Linked DNA regions of Gossypium hirsutum: region 2 is linked to region 1. The links are chromatin contacts, called in public Hi-C maps. All regions are on one chromosome and are shown on one strand. Each heading gives the region's core, a stretch centred on a gene start, on an enhancer-like site or on the middle of the called end of the contact. The rest is flanking DNA. Distances are from core to core; before and after follow the strand shown.

Evidence for each region. Hi-C and Micro-C count contacts between places; a contact is called where the count stands out from the background.
Region 2: a Hi-C map of leaf shows a contact between it and region 1, with 2.8 times the contacts expected there. The contact joins two enhancer-like sites. A contact is called at or near these places in 2 of 34 Hi-C or Micro-C datasets (both in leaf).

The regions. Positions count from the first base shown.
Region 1 is chrA04:70,319,377-70,326,913 of Gossypium_hirsutum_v2.1, forward strand. No RefSeq gene overlaps it. Among protein-coding and RNA genes, the nearest start is that of LOC121228731, 10 kb to the right of the region's middle. Within about 2 kb of position 3,340, at least 2 of the 9 cell types and tissues checked have an H3K27ac peak or open chromatin away from gene starts, as enhancers often do. A contact at or near this core is called in leaf, where this site is marked.
Region 2 is chrA04:70,765,119-70,772,543 of Gossypium_hirsutum_v2.1, forward strand. No RefSeq gene overlaps it. Among protein-coding and RNA genes, the nearest start is that of LOC107948822, 16 kb to the left of the region's middle. Within about 2 kb of position 1,678, at least 3 of the 9 cell types and tissues checked have an H3K27ac peak or open chromatin away from gene starts, as enhancers often do. A contact at or near this core is called in leaf, where this site is marked.

The DNA.
Region 1 (7,537 bases), core at 2,090-4,589:
CTTTAACATCCTAAGGGTGACATTAGGGTCCTCCTAAAATGGGAAAACAACATTTTTGATCCTATAAAATTATAAGTTAGCAAAGGGTTAAAATGTACTTTGTAACATCTCAAAATAGGGCCTAGTCGGAGCAGTGGTTTCGGGACCATAAATCTGACATTGAAATATTTATTTTAAGATTATTATGAGGTCTAGAATATGAGAATATGCATGTGTTAAAGTTTCATGAAGAAATTCTTTGAGTAAGGTGTCCAATTGGAAAATAAAGACCAATTTGAATAAATTTCAAAACATGGATTCTAGAATAAATTTGTATGAAATTGCTTTAGATTATTAATTAGAGGTCCTTACAGAGTAATTTTCCCAATTTTTAAGTTTTTGGACAAAAATGGGCTTGTATGGATGAAATTATAAAGAAATGGCTTAAGGGCATTTTTGTCATTTGGCATTTTAATGAAATAAAATGGGAAAAAGAAGGCAAAAATCAGCCATTCTTCTTCCTTGTCCAGCTGAAATTTTCAAGTCACCATAGCTAGGGTTTTCAACATTTTCAAGCTCAATAGTAAATGCTCCCAAGCCTCGTTTTTAATATTCTTCTTATTTTTGAAATCTCGGTAGTTTACTCTCTCTATTTCTACCCATATTTCATGCTAGGATTCATGTTTAGAAATTTACCCATGCATGAGTTACTTGTATTTTGATGGTTTATGGAGGAAAATGAAACTTGGATGTGTGTTAAACATCTTTTCCTAGGTGATTTTCATGAAAAACCCTTAAAAGGACCTTTTTGCAAAAGGTGTAAAATGTGTGGTAGAAATGAGAAATAATAAAAAAAATGTGGGCTACCATAAGAGGGAAAAATATTAGGCTAGGCTTGGGTAAGGTAGAAATTGCATGCATTTCATTATACGAGCCTAGGGACTAAATCGTAAAAATGTGAAAAGTTAGGGGAAAAACAGTCATTTGGACCGGGGGTGAAATTTAGACTTGAAAAGTATAATGTGAGGTGTTAATAATTTAATTTTATTTTTATAGACCCCGATGAACAAACTTTAGAGGTTGATCGAGGAAAACGAAAAGTTTCGGAATAACCGACACACTATTCCAAGACAAATACCGGGTAAGTTCGGATAACTTAAAGTAAACTCATAGTATGCTTAATTGCATGATTTATGAATGTATGGTAATTGCATTTGATGATGGCATGAAAATCTATGAAATACATCCTTAATAATGACATGTCGATAAATGTCCCGGTTGAGGTTGAAAAGGGAATCTAATGGATAAACCATGGCTTTCATAACTTGAGATCCTGCATGTGTTGCAGAAAAGATTTAGCCCAGACGGGTAATCATTTGATCTCACATATAAAAAGGATCTAGCCCGGACAAGTGTTCCTTGAGTGATCGAGCCTCCTGAAGAATATGTGTGCATTTTGGATTTAGCCCGGACGAGTAATCCGATTAGAGTCTGAATTTAGCCTGGACTGGTATTTCAGATCCCAGCTCATTAAGGGTGTTTGTCGCTATAAGGGATTTAGCCTGGACTGGTAATCCCGCCGTAAGATGTGAGGTTCGCAGGAGTGCGTACATGAGATGATCACTCTTATGACTGGACGGTAAATGGATAATCCATTGAGATTTCCAAGAAACTCAACGGGATTAACATGAGATATAAAAATGAAAATATTGGATGATGAGCTCATCTAAAACAAATTACATGGTGTATTATTATTGTGACTAACTTGTTGATTGAGTGCATTTGATAGGGAAACCATTTCATTCTTGTTGGTATATTTTCTAAATATGGTTATATGCTATTACTTGGTAAGTTTACTTTCCAGTTATTCGGGCTTACTAAGCATGTAAATGCTTACCCTTCTCTTTTCCCTATCTTACAGAGCTCGAGGACTCGTAAAGATTGGAAGATGGTTGGAGAGTCAACACACTATCAATTAGTCTAGCTTTGGTATATAGATACTCTTATTTTGTTCAATGGCATGTATAGGGCTTTGGTTTATTTTGTGATATGTGTCATTTGAATTTACCATATGAAAGCTTGTAAAAATTACATATCTTCTTGTATTTGGCCATGGAAATTGGCTTATTTTGAAGTAGGCTATGACCTACAAATCTATGCATGTTTATGTTTACATGAGATGGCTTGGTTATAATTGGCAATGATTTATAAGAATGAGCCAACCTTAAATGCGTCAATGAGACATGGAAACCCTTAATACAAAAAGGGAATTAACCTAGCATGTATAAAACCGATGATATGAGGTTTACAGGCAATGAGGTTTATCAAGGTTATATGTAAGTGTATAACCTGGCCTTATTATGTATTAAGGTAACCTATAAGTGCGATTGGTTGGTAGAGGGTGGCCAAAGGCTTGGAAAATAAACTAATAAAGTCCACACGGGTAGACATATGGGTGTGTGTCTAGGCCATGTGTGACACACGGATCGCCCCCATGGGCGTGTGGTATGGCCGTGCGTTCCCTGCGCTTAAAATTTTAAGTTAGTTTCGAGCACGGGCTAGACACACGGGCATGTGTCTTGGCCGTATGCCCCTAAATGCATGCTGACGTCATAAACAGAGAGTTAAACAGGCTGAGGGCATGGGCGTGTCCCAAGCCACACGGGCGTGTGTGACCACACGGCCCCACCCATACGGGCGTGTGACTCACTAAAGTAAGAGAATTTATAAAGTTGCCCAAAGTTTATCGAATGTTCTCTGTTTTGTTCCGAACTGCCTCGAGATATGTTTTAGGCCTCGAAGGCCTGTATAAGGGACGGTATGCATGTGTTTGAAAACTTTTAAATTTTGGGCGAAATTTGGTGACCCAGTTTTGCATGTTGGTGAAAGTCTAAGTCCAGTAATACCTCGAACCCTGTCCCGACGTTAGATACGGGTGAGGGGTGTTACATACTATACCCTCTACCAAATGATAAATTTTAAATTTAACCCTTAAAAATGCATTTCAACCGTCATAAAATGCATACCTTAATTCCGTCCCCCTCCTCAAAAAAGTTTTTTTTGCTTCACCCTTATAACCTCTATCACTAAGGGGTTTGTGTAATGAAATAAAAAAGAAGAAGAAGAGATTAAGACAAAAAATCAATTTATTTTAGTGTTCTTTATCAATTCCAATGATGAATTCTAATTTTGCATCAAATAATTATATATAATTATATTATTTTGATTTGCATACTATCCATACCTTGAATTATTACAACCAAGTACCGTCTGCCACGAGGCTAGTTTATGATACCTGAAGCAGGCCAAGGTGACAATTTCCTCACGTATAAATCCATACAAGATCAATGAATGGTTTCCACATTTGGACTGTATACTATGCTCAAACCTAAACGGGCCTAGGTTAGTATATACAGAACACTTAGATTGAGATATTACTAAATGGGCTTAACTCAAAGTTACAAAATCTTACTTGTTAGTAGACATTTATGTCACCAAGACGAAATTTATTTTTTCTGTTCTTTTATTGAAAGTGTCAAAAATTAAGGGTTTAATTTTAAATAACACCATATATTATAAAAATCTCATAATTAAAAAAGAAAGGGGGAAAGGATGGGTGACTGGTTTGAAAATGAAAGGGTCTTGTAAACCAGTAATTATGGTAGTGAAAAAATGTTGGTCCAAAAACTAGTGAATTACTCTTAATCATCACTAAAGCTACTTGACTTTAGTCTGCATATATATTGAAAAGATTTCATGTCAAGCTGACGGCATCTAACCAATTAAATATATATTATATTTATATTTAGACCTATATTTTGGTTCATGAAATCGAGCACCTAGTCCTCAAGCTTTTCATGAAGGCACAAAGTCATTTTTTTCCCCTTTTAATGAACTAAATTGGTTTTTATTGGTTCATATGCAAGCGTATGATCATCATCACTTTCTTAATTCCAAATTTAATTATGTTATACACCCCAAATTAATGATTGTTATAATATTTGCTACTTTTATCATACGGAGAACACATAATTATGAAAAATGTAAGAATAGAATATTTGGGTTTATATTGTTAGTGGTCAGAGCCTATTATATGATTTATGACTAAGCATTGAGTTGAATAATCATTGATAATCTTTTTTTGGGTGTAAACAATCCTAAATCTGTCTTTGAAAAGCTCAAGAAAATTACTTTACATAATATGCAAGCCAAGATATATATATATTTATATATAATTGTTATTTAGAAAACCCTTTGAATGAAAATGACAGGGCTTCCCATGGACTTCCCAAAATACACATTAAAACTATACTTTTTTGCCTAATTGCTATATTATTAGCTATGAATATTATCAGCCCCATGTCACTGAAATTGAACTATTTCCTTTATAATCGATGTCAATTGTCAATGATCACAAATTTAAAAAAATTTAATTCAGATATTTTTCAACCCAAAATTATTTACATGGAAAATAAGTAAAGACATCATGAAGTCAGGAATTATGTCATTAAATATATAAGCCATGTTTCCTGGAGGAAAATCATGCATCCAAAGGAGCAAACATCATAATTTTTTAAAAATATAATATGGTTTCATTATATGAACGGCATTGGTTAAATTTTGGTGTATGGAGAGCGATCCACCGTGGAATGATCAGCTGCCAAGCTGTACTGAAAGGAAAATATAATGGAAATGTATGAGCATTTCATTTTCAACATGCTAATGCCGGTCCAATTATATTGCTTAAAATCTTCACTTCATAACCCTGATGGTAACTGGGTTTCTTGTCTTGTACATTGCCAGGGAGCAACTTGACTGTGACACTTTGGCACTAATAATGTCCACTGCGATCTTTTTTTTATCAAAATATATTAATCTTAATTCTAAATTAATCTTGTTTTTGTAAGCTGAAATACTCATATAAGCTGAAATACTCATATTCAATAACTTATGCAGTTAATTAAAGCTAGTTAATTAGTGAGGTATGATATAATATTTTTGAAGGTAAAAGTATTACGGAAGTTCCTGTATTAAGAGTTAAATTATATTTTGTCTTTTTATTTAAAAATAAATAAATTAGTTCATATATGTTAAATCAAAAAGTAAACCGGTCCTTTCTATTAATAATTTAATGCATTTATATTATTAAAGATTGGCGTGGTTAATGGAATAATCAAATAGTGACATGTAGTGTCCTATATGTACCTTATGTTGATGTATAGTGACTAGTTTTTAACAGTAAAAATTAATAATTTTTTTAACAAAATGATTAATTTATTCTTTAATCTAGCGTGCAAAAATTAATTTACTCATTTTTTAATAAAATAGACAAAATATAATTTAACTCTTAATAAGATAACTTTCATATAATTTTACCTATTTTTGCAATGAAAATAAATTTGAGGTGAAAACTAAATATGTTTATATTAATTTTGAGATAAAAATTTTCGGTGAGTACATTTATATTCATCAAATGATGAATGAATTGAGTTGACATTCGAATTTATCAAATATTTTCACTGATATCTTTGGGTTTCAGCATCTAAATATGAGCCATCTGTGGTGTCTTCAACCCTGCCCTCAAGTTTTTTTTGTTTTTTGTTTTGTTTTTTTTCTCTGACTATGACTTTGATACACATATAGTTTAGTTTGAATAATTAATTGGCACTGAAATCAAGAAATAAGATCTCTTCCTATGGGACTTGCTTTTTTGGGTCATTCAACGGTCTTTCTTGTTCATGTGAGTACCAATAATTGTCATCCATCTGGTATTCTTGTACATTTATCTATATGGTTACATTTGAGTTGATTCAATGGCACTTGTGATAAACCTGCCCAAACCTTTCTATAAAATTCGGATAAGATAAATTTTTATCCAACATTTAAGATAAAAAAATTTATAAAGTTTTAGTTTCAACTTATATTTTTATCTTTATGTAAAAAAATTATTATAATTTCATTTAATAACTTGTTAATCTCAAGTCAATCGCTAAAGTTTAAATCACGTTAGTTTTGAACACTATGCAATGATTTAATGATCAGAGTGTTCATCGTCCTAGGTGTAACCTAGATTCGAGTCACGTTAGTCGCATTTGTTGTTTCAGGCTTTATCCTATTCTTGTATTTCACAAAAAAAAACTAACTTATTAATTATATAAAAATATTTGTAAATTACTTGGATAAAAACAAGAAGTATGTTGCTCAATTCTCACCAATCTTTGCCACATGCATTAACCATGTTCAATTTTTCTTTTTCATGCTTAACGAAAAAAGATTCCTTGGGATAAACCATATGCCCTTCTGCCATTTCAAGACCCATAGATCCCTTTTCGTATATGTTATTTGAATTGGTATGAAAATGTTAGATATGAATACATGTCGTATACATAAATCTTTAGAAATGTGACTTATACTGCATTAAACAAATAATTTGTTGAACCACCTGAATAATAAATCGAGTTTGATTATTCTTAATTAGTTCAAAGTAAGTTTTATTTTTCCAACAATCGAGCGTTCCTAGTTCCTACCACCTTAATTGACCGGATTCAATATCAAAAAGTTTATTAAGAACCCATTTGCATAATTTTAAACTGCAACTTGGCATCCAAGTCAACTAATGAGAGTTAATAGTACAAAAACTTGCAGTTAAACGTCATTGCTTAGCCATATGCATGTGCTCGGGATTTTAGAAAGATAAAAAAAAAAAACCAACAAAACGCCATGGAATCCCACTATTGAATCTTCGCAACCTGCATCATGTAGGGGGAATTAATACAATATATGTCTTTTGGATACTTTCTCTTTTGGCAATACATTGTCATCATAAATAAAATATTTATTAACAATTATGTTTTCATGAGTGCTTCACGTTTGTTTATAGAGTAATTTAATTGAATTTTTTATGATTTCTTTAAGTTAAATCATCAATAGTGTACTTCCAAAACTATATGCTAACTTTAAACCAAGTCCTTTTTGTACATTTTGTTAAACTTTTCATTTTCCAGCTCTGTAGCCCATAAAGATGGGTGGTGATCAAATTTTGACCCCCCCCCAAAAAAAAAACTAATACTAAATCATAGATTTATTTTAATTAAATCATGCCATAACCATTAAATCGTAGATTGATGGGTTAGTTTTAAACGTGATTTTGGAAAAAGAGAAGAAAGAGAGCAATTGAGGATAGGCATGGCATGGCAATTATCTCCGAATGGTGGTCCCTTAACATTAATGAAGCTTCGACTCATTGAAGCTCAAAATCATAGCTGTAATTATGTGGAGACCGACATGCACATTATTAGGTGTTAAGGTATTTGATTTCTTTAATCTACATTCCATTGTTGCTACGTATATGCTTTTTTGCCCAAATATGGTTCATAGGTAGATTTCACATGAATTCATCAGTCTCAGGTACCTAACCTACTATCCTCCATTTTGAGGTTTATTATTATTTAAAATAAAAACCCATTTTACTAATAAAATTTTGCCTTAATGTTTTGGGATTGTAAGTGTCAAAGTTTTGGGTTCTATTTTGTGTAAATTATATGTAAGATTTTTTCAA
Region 2 (7,425 bases), core at 428-2,927, 440 kb after region 1:
ACTTATTTTTTATTTCGGTTAATATCTTATTCGAACCGAATTAACCGATAACCGAAATTTTAAAAAATCATTAATCGATTGAATTAAATTCGACCACTAACTGATTAACCGAATTAGATCAACTTGATCAATAATTCTATTTTAACCGAACTATAAACACTCCTACGACGGACCATATATTTTAGTTTGCATGTGAAAAGTTGACTCGCTAAATTAATTTTGTTTTTGCAAGTTAAACATTCAATTCATTTGATTAAATGATGTTGAACTATATAGTGGTCTAGAGGGCAGTTCAAAGATATTAACTAAGCGTTACAATTAGTTGACAAGGGGAAGATGATGGTAGAGTTGGACAATTTACGTGGTGTAGTATAACGTGGAGGGTCATCATAAACAGTGTTTTAAGCAAAGATATAAAATTATTTAAAATAAATATAAATTCTTTAAAAAGTAAAAATAAAAAAGTATAAATATTTATTTGATATTCCAACTTTACAAAAAGAATCATTTTAACTCTCCTTTTAATTTTTCGCTTTTTTAGCCACTAAACTTGCAGTTGAATCACCCCAAAAGAGATAGAAAAATTAATATTTTTTTACTTTATTGAGTTGGCATACACGTGAATGACACGTAATCATTTAATAATTTTTTAAAATTTTAAAATTAAAAAATTATTTTTAAAATTATTTAACAAGTATACAAATTATAAAAAAATTAATATTTTTAAAATTTTAAAAAACTAATTAGATGTTGACATATCATCTACGTAGCAATCTACATGTATGCCACATCAACAAACTTTAACTTTTTCATTAATTTTTGAATGATTTGACAATAAATACAAGTTCATGAGTTAAAAAGGAGCGAAAAATTAACTAGAGGGCTAAAATGACTCTTTTCTTTTGTAAAATTTGAGGGTCAAATAGGTCATTATCAAATAATAATTAACAGCAACCATTTAATGTATAACAGAAATCTATGTAATGAATTAATTAAGAATTAAAAACTCTTAAAATTAATTAAATATTTTATTCGTATAATGTTTAGAACTTTTCAGAATTTCTCCCTAATCTATGTGTTTTTCACACTCAAATTTATGTCCTCTTATACTGACAATAATATAAATAATAATAAAATGATTAAATGAATAATATCTTAAATAAATTTATGAATAATATAAAATTTTAAAACTTAAAAAGGTTAAAAAACACTCAGACCCATCCAAAACATTGCAAAGTTAACTAATGTTTCAAGCCACCTAGATTGATATCAAGTCGTATGTTATAATTAAGATCATATTTGAAAAAAGAAATCATCAATCTTTTTTTTTTTTTAAGTAGAATTACTCCTTAAAAGTAGTTTAAAGACTGTTGCATATTCAATAGTTACTTCTATTATATCCCAAATTCCAAATTGAGTTAAGGTGGAGCTTAATTAAGGAATAAAGTTTTCGTAATACTATTTTTGCATTCAGATAATTCCAACTTTGAAATTTTATTTAAAAAAATATAAAAAAATTTACCCCACAACAAGAATGGTTACTATATTCCCAAAGCATCACTTAAATGTGAAATGCATAAAAATAAAATTATGTTAAGTTGGGCCAACCATAATGTCCACCATAGATCTATAAGGTTGTGTCATTAAGAGTCCAATTTTCAAGTCGTTGGACTCTAATTCACATGTATTTTAGCTGGAGAAGCAAGGGAGTCTAAATCGATCCAACAAAATGGGCCTAAACTCACTTGCATTCTTTAAAGTCCAATAACCACCCCGATCCAACCAAAAAACATAATATAACTCCTCATCAACTTAGATTCTCTCTTGCATTATTTGTGATTATATTTATGCTGGTAAACACTAAAAAGATTATATAATGCAATACTCACCTTTAATTTAAAGAACCAAGACATTTAAAAATTCAGTCTAATCCACGCAATAACACTTTAGTGGGTAGGATTGTGCAATCGAAAAGGAAAAGGAAGATGTCTAAGCTGTACCCTGACTAAAAACTACCCATAGAGCATATTTCTTCTTCAAGGGAGTATTGAAGCCAATCACCCTCCCTAATAACTTGATTGCCATTGTTCTCATTATACTTTGCTTCACCAAGCCATCAACTCTCTCTAACAACATAATGGAAGGTAATTCATCATTCGTTTCGAATACCATATCACCTTTCAATAATTCTCTGTCATTCTCCTTTGTTTCTTTCTATATTCCAAACAAATTTGTTACTTTCTTTGTCACCATCGAGTAAACTACTTGTGATGGCTCCCTTTATGTACTACTCATGGTCTATTTTGCCCATTGGAAAACCATTCTTAAACCTCAAGTCACCATCAAAATGTTTGGACGTCCCTAAATGTCAACGTGTGTTAATCATTTTGAACAATACAGATTCACGTGAAACTGGTCACTTTTTAGGCTGCAAGAAAAAAGAATGTTATGTCAATTCGTTTTCAAGTAAAGCCTCTATGTATAGTGCCACTACATGTAAGCCAAAGTTGTTTGTCTTTTATTTTGAATTAAGGAACTGGGAAATAAATTAACCAGGACATTAAGTGTAGCTTGAAAGTTGATTCTATGTGATTTGTGATCAAGAGTTCAAACTTTCTTTTTTCAAAATAATTCACGTGTTTATTACATTGAGCAATAAAGAATTAAATATCGGTAAAAGTATGGTAGAGGTTCTTGTATAAAGGGTTAGATTACATTTTATCATTTCTATTAAATGGGTAAATTAGTCATTGTATGTTAAATAAAAAATAATTGGATTATTTTTGTTAAAAGTTTCATCCATTTGTATTGTTAAAATCTAATGTGGCTGAAGGAATAATCAAATAGTGACACTCAACATGCCACGTGTACCTCATGTTGATATATAGGGACTAATTTTTAATAAAATGATCAATTTACTCTTTGATTTAACATACATGAATTACTTTGTCTATTTTTTTCTATTAGAGATAGCAAAATACAATCCGACTTTTGATACATGAGCTTCCATAATATTTTTACAGTTAAATAATTTTTTTTAAAGAATTTAATACTTCTATTACCTAAAATTCAAATTTTATGTACGGAAAAAAATGCTAAAAGAATTTTATCTTGAAATTAAAAATATAATCCGAGTTTAATTGGAATCCAAGAATACGTAGCATGAAAAAAGAAACCCTTCAAAATAGTAACGATTCAGTGTTTGGTGGATAAGGTTCCAAAATCTTAGAAAATTTTCCCTAAGAGGGGAAAGAATGAAAGCACGCTAGCCAAAGCTGCCAAACTGGAAATCATGAAATGAATGAATTGTTGAGGCTCACATTTCATTTATTCTAATTAATTAAAATTTTAGCATTTTAATTTCAAAAAAGATAAAAATAAAAATGAGCATATACTTATTTGATGCATTTATTTTTTCCGTTGCCATTAAAAATAAATTTAATTCACTCTTTGTCAGTTGTTCAATATCTTATAATTATATCATGCTATTATTAAATAAGAAGTTTATCGGTAACAAGTCAAATAGAAATACAAAAGCAAAATGTCTACTAAAAATTTATGTAAAAAATATACTTTTAAAATATTATGTATTCCTTTAAAAAATTTGTTTGAAATTTTGGTTGAAAACCAATTGGTTAGAATTTAGGTTTAAGCCTCGTTAAATATGAGTATTGAAGGATGAGATTAGAATTTTTTATTTAGGGGAGTCGAAATAAAATTCGAAAATTTTAAGGTCAAAATATGAATATTGTATTAAAAAAACTTAAACTGAATGATAAATTTTTTAAAATTATTAAGGGTGGGTTTGGATAGGTGATTGGGTACAGTACGGTGCATTTAGCTTATTTTTTGTCTCACGCTATAGTGTCTAATCTTACCACTATCACTATTTTTACACTAACCATAGGTAAATACACCATCCATCTAAACTCACCCTAACATAACAACTAGGGGTGAGCATTCAATCGAGTCGAGTCAAATCGAGTAAAAAATTTTCGAGTTAGTCGAGTTGACAAATCCTATTTTAATAATCAAACTCAATTTGAATTTTTTTGAATCGAATCGAATCAAGTAAAAAAATTTCGAGTCAAATTGAGTCGAGTTAACGAATCCTACTCAAATTGAGTCGAGTTAACGAATCCTGTTATTTATACTTAATGTTGCGTTTAGATGGACCAATTATTTAACTAGTAAACGAAGTATAAGATTATTTAACTACATGAACAATATAATGATTTTGCCTTTTAACTTAATGGGTAAACATTTATCAAAACGACGTAGTTTTATCTTTTCTTATTCGGATTTTCGGATAACTCGAATTGTGTAATTCATATTCGAGTTAAACAGAAAAACTTAATTTTTTTATTTGAGTTGATCCGAATAATTTGATTAACTCAAATAACTCGAACTATTTAATTTAAATTTTAAATTTTTTATCGAGTTTTTCGAATCGAATCAGATTTTACTCAGACAATTAATCTACTTGCACAATGGGCAGCCTAGGCCCCTACTTGTTCTATGTATTCACCCTATGAGTATTTTTCTAGATTTGGTTTGTGTTAAATTAATTTTTATGCTCCGTTTGTTTGATTAAAAATGATTTTCGGAAAATGACTTATTTTTCAGAAAAGCTAATATTTTCTGGTGTTTGGATGAATCTGTGTAAAATATTTTTTGCTGTTTGACAGATTTCCTGAAAATATTTTATAAAAGTTATTTTTAATGAAACAAACATACATTTGAGATTTTTTCTTTCTTTCTATTGTTTAATTGAGTTTATTTTATATCTTCAAATTTATAATTTATATTGTTTTTGCATATATTGCAATGATTATTTATAAATAAATATATCAAATTAAATATATAATATTACTCAATTATGAACCTAGAATATTAATTGTCATAAATTGAAAACAACCAAAGCGAATAGATGATTCTTGATTGTGTTACAAAAAAACAACAAAAACAAAGATTGAATAATAACAAATTAGCTTTCAGATCACAATTAGTACTACATAACATTAAATTAATAATATTATCCAAATGCATAATTAGTAGTTCACCACATATAACATCCCCACTTTTAAAAAAAAAGAATATTTATGGTAGAAGTCCTTGAATAAGTGATCTATAAATAAATAGTAGTATAAGAAATTGTGATTATTTTTAGAAAAAACCGCCAGGCATGAAAACACAAAGGATTATTAGTAGGACTATAGGCTTAAGTTAAAAATTCAGTATCGAGTTCAAGGACTAAGTTGAATAAGTTAAAAAAGCATAGAGACTAAAGTGCAATTATCCTATTTTTATTTTGATGGAAAGGACTTAGTGACAATTTTTCCATTACTTAAAAAAAAAGCAATGGTTTCACGATGGCTTTTAAATATTTTTTTAAATTAATATTATAATACATAAAAAAAAAAGAGAGAAAGATGTTATCTTTCTCATCTTTCTTTCTTTTTCACGTCAAAATAAGGGGGGAAAAAAGAAAACAAAATTCTTCCATTATTTTCTGAAAGAAAACAAAATTCTTCCATTATTTTCTTTCAAATTCAAGCGTAAGGTATGGTTTTTCTTTAATTTTTTTTTTTTTAGATTTTGAATCTTTGAAGCTTGCTTTACATATATATATATACCAATAGTTATTGGAAGATGAGTTAGAAGTGTAAAAAAGAAACAAAAATGGATGAAAAGTTTATATGATATATTTGGCCATGTTAAAGGGGAAGTAGAGAACATTGGCCACTTTGTGTAATATTGGTACTAAATGATAGCTTGTGAAGCAGTAAATACTCTGGTGAAGACAGAATTGAAAATAGATAATCGAGTCGAAAGGTATGCGAATTTTGGACTAAAAAACTTAAGTTGTCAATATGAATAATCATGCATATTTAAGTTTGTTTTAATTAGTTTTAATTTTAGAATGGATAAATGATGTTTTTTTGTATTGAATTGCTCCTATTATAGGTAAAAACGAAGCGAACATCTTCAAGGAGAAAGGTGAAAAAAAGGAGTAAAACGATTAAAACTTCGATTTGTGTTAATATCTTATTTTCATTACATAAAGCTTTAGAATATTTAATTTAATATAACTAGTTATATTTATTTTATTTTATGTTATTTTTATGAGTTTTGGATGAGCTTTGGATGAGCTTGAATAATTTAGTTAATATTTATAAAATCATATTTCGAGATGATTACTATGTTTTTCATAAGACTAAATTAGCGAATTCATGGTTATGATTTGGATTTGAGTATTATGGTTTTAGATGATTGAGTAAGAAAATATTTAATATGTTTCAAATTGGAAATCTATTTTACATTAGGCGATAAGTGATTTGAATATGAAACAGAATTGAAATGAGAATTATATGAAAATAGAATTGAAATGGATCATGAAATTTGGTTTTTACCTCATTTCACTAAGTTAGACTAAATCATATATAGTTGGCATGCCATAGAGTCGTTATGTCAGAGAATTTAGATCTCCCTAATTCCCAGAGAGTCGAGGGAGAAAAGGCCAAGTCGGTCAATTGTTATTATTGTTAGCCCCAATTCTCAGAGGGTCGTAAACTACTCTGATAGCCATCGTTGTCGAACAATTCGGGGTGGTGAATTCGTGTATCTGATTATGAGTCTAAACTTTAGTATGGGGTCTAAATTGAAAGAAAAGTAAAAACAAAACTTGAATTTATTTGAATTTTCATATTGTGCAAATTAAATTAATTACGCGATTTTGAATTTAATTCAAAAGTTTATTTTCTTTATTCAATTTATCAATATCAAAATATTAAAGCTATTAATATTAGAATTTTCTTTTATTGTGATGTTATTAATGATATTTATAATCATGTTTTAGATTATTTCTATCAATTAATTTGTGTCCAATACTTATGCAATGATTTATATGATATTAGCACCATTGAGCATAAAAATTGCTCAGCGTACGGTTTGTTTATTTTTCTGTACGCAGGTAGTTAGATCCATTAGATCGTTCCAGCAGCATCCGAAGAACCGAAGTTCAGCTCAAATAATGTTGGTGAAGAGTTTACTTTATAGTTAACGTAAATGGCATGTACATAGGCTTATAAATATATAATATTATATCGTAAACTGAATTTAAATATTTTTATTATATTTTCTTAGCTAGTATTTTATAACTAATGTTTTGATAAAATAGTAAAGCATAGAAATCTAGTTTATTGATATGTTTTGAGAAATCGTAGTGTTGGGAATTGATTTGGGAGATAATTTGAATGTGAATATTTTGTGAAAATCTAAAATTTTTAGGGTTTTTTATGTAAAATATGTAACACCCCTAACCCTTATCCGTCACCGGAACAAGGTTACGAAGTATTACCGGACTTAACAGAACAAATATGAACAATCACATAGTAATTTATCATACACATCACAATTTAATCA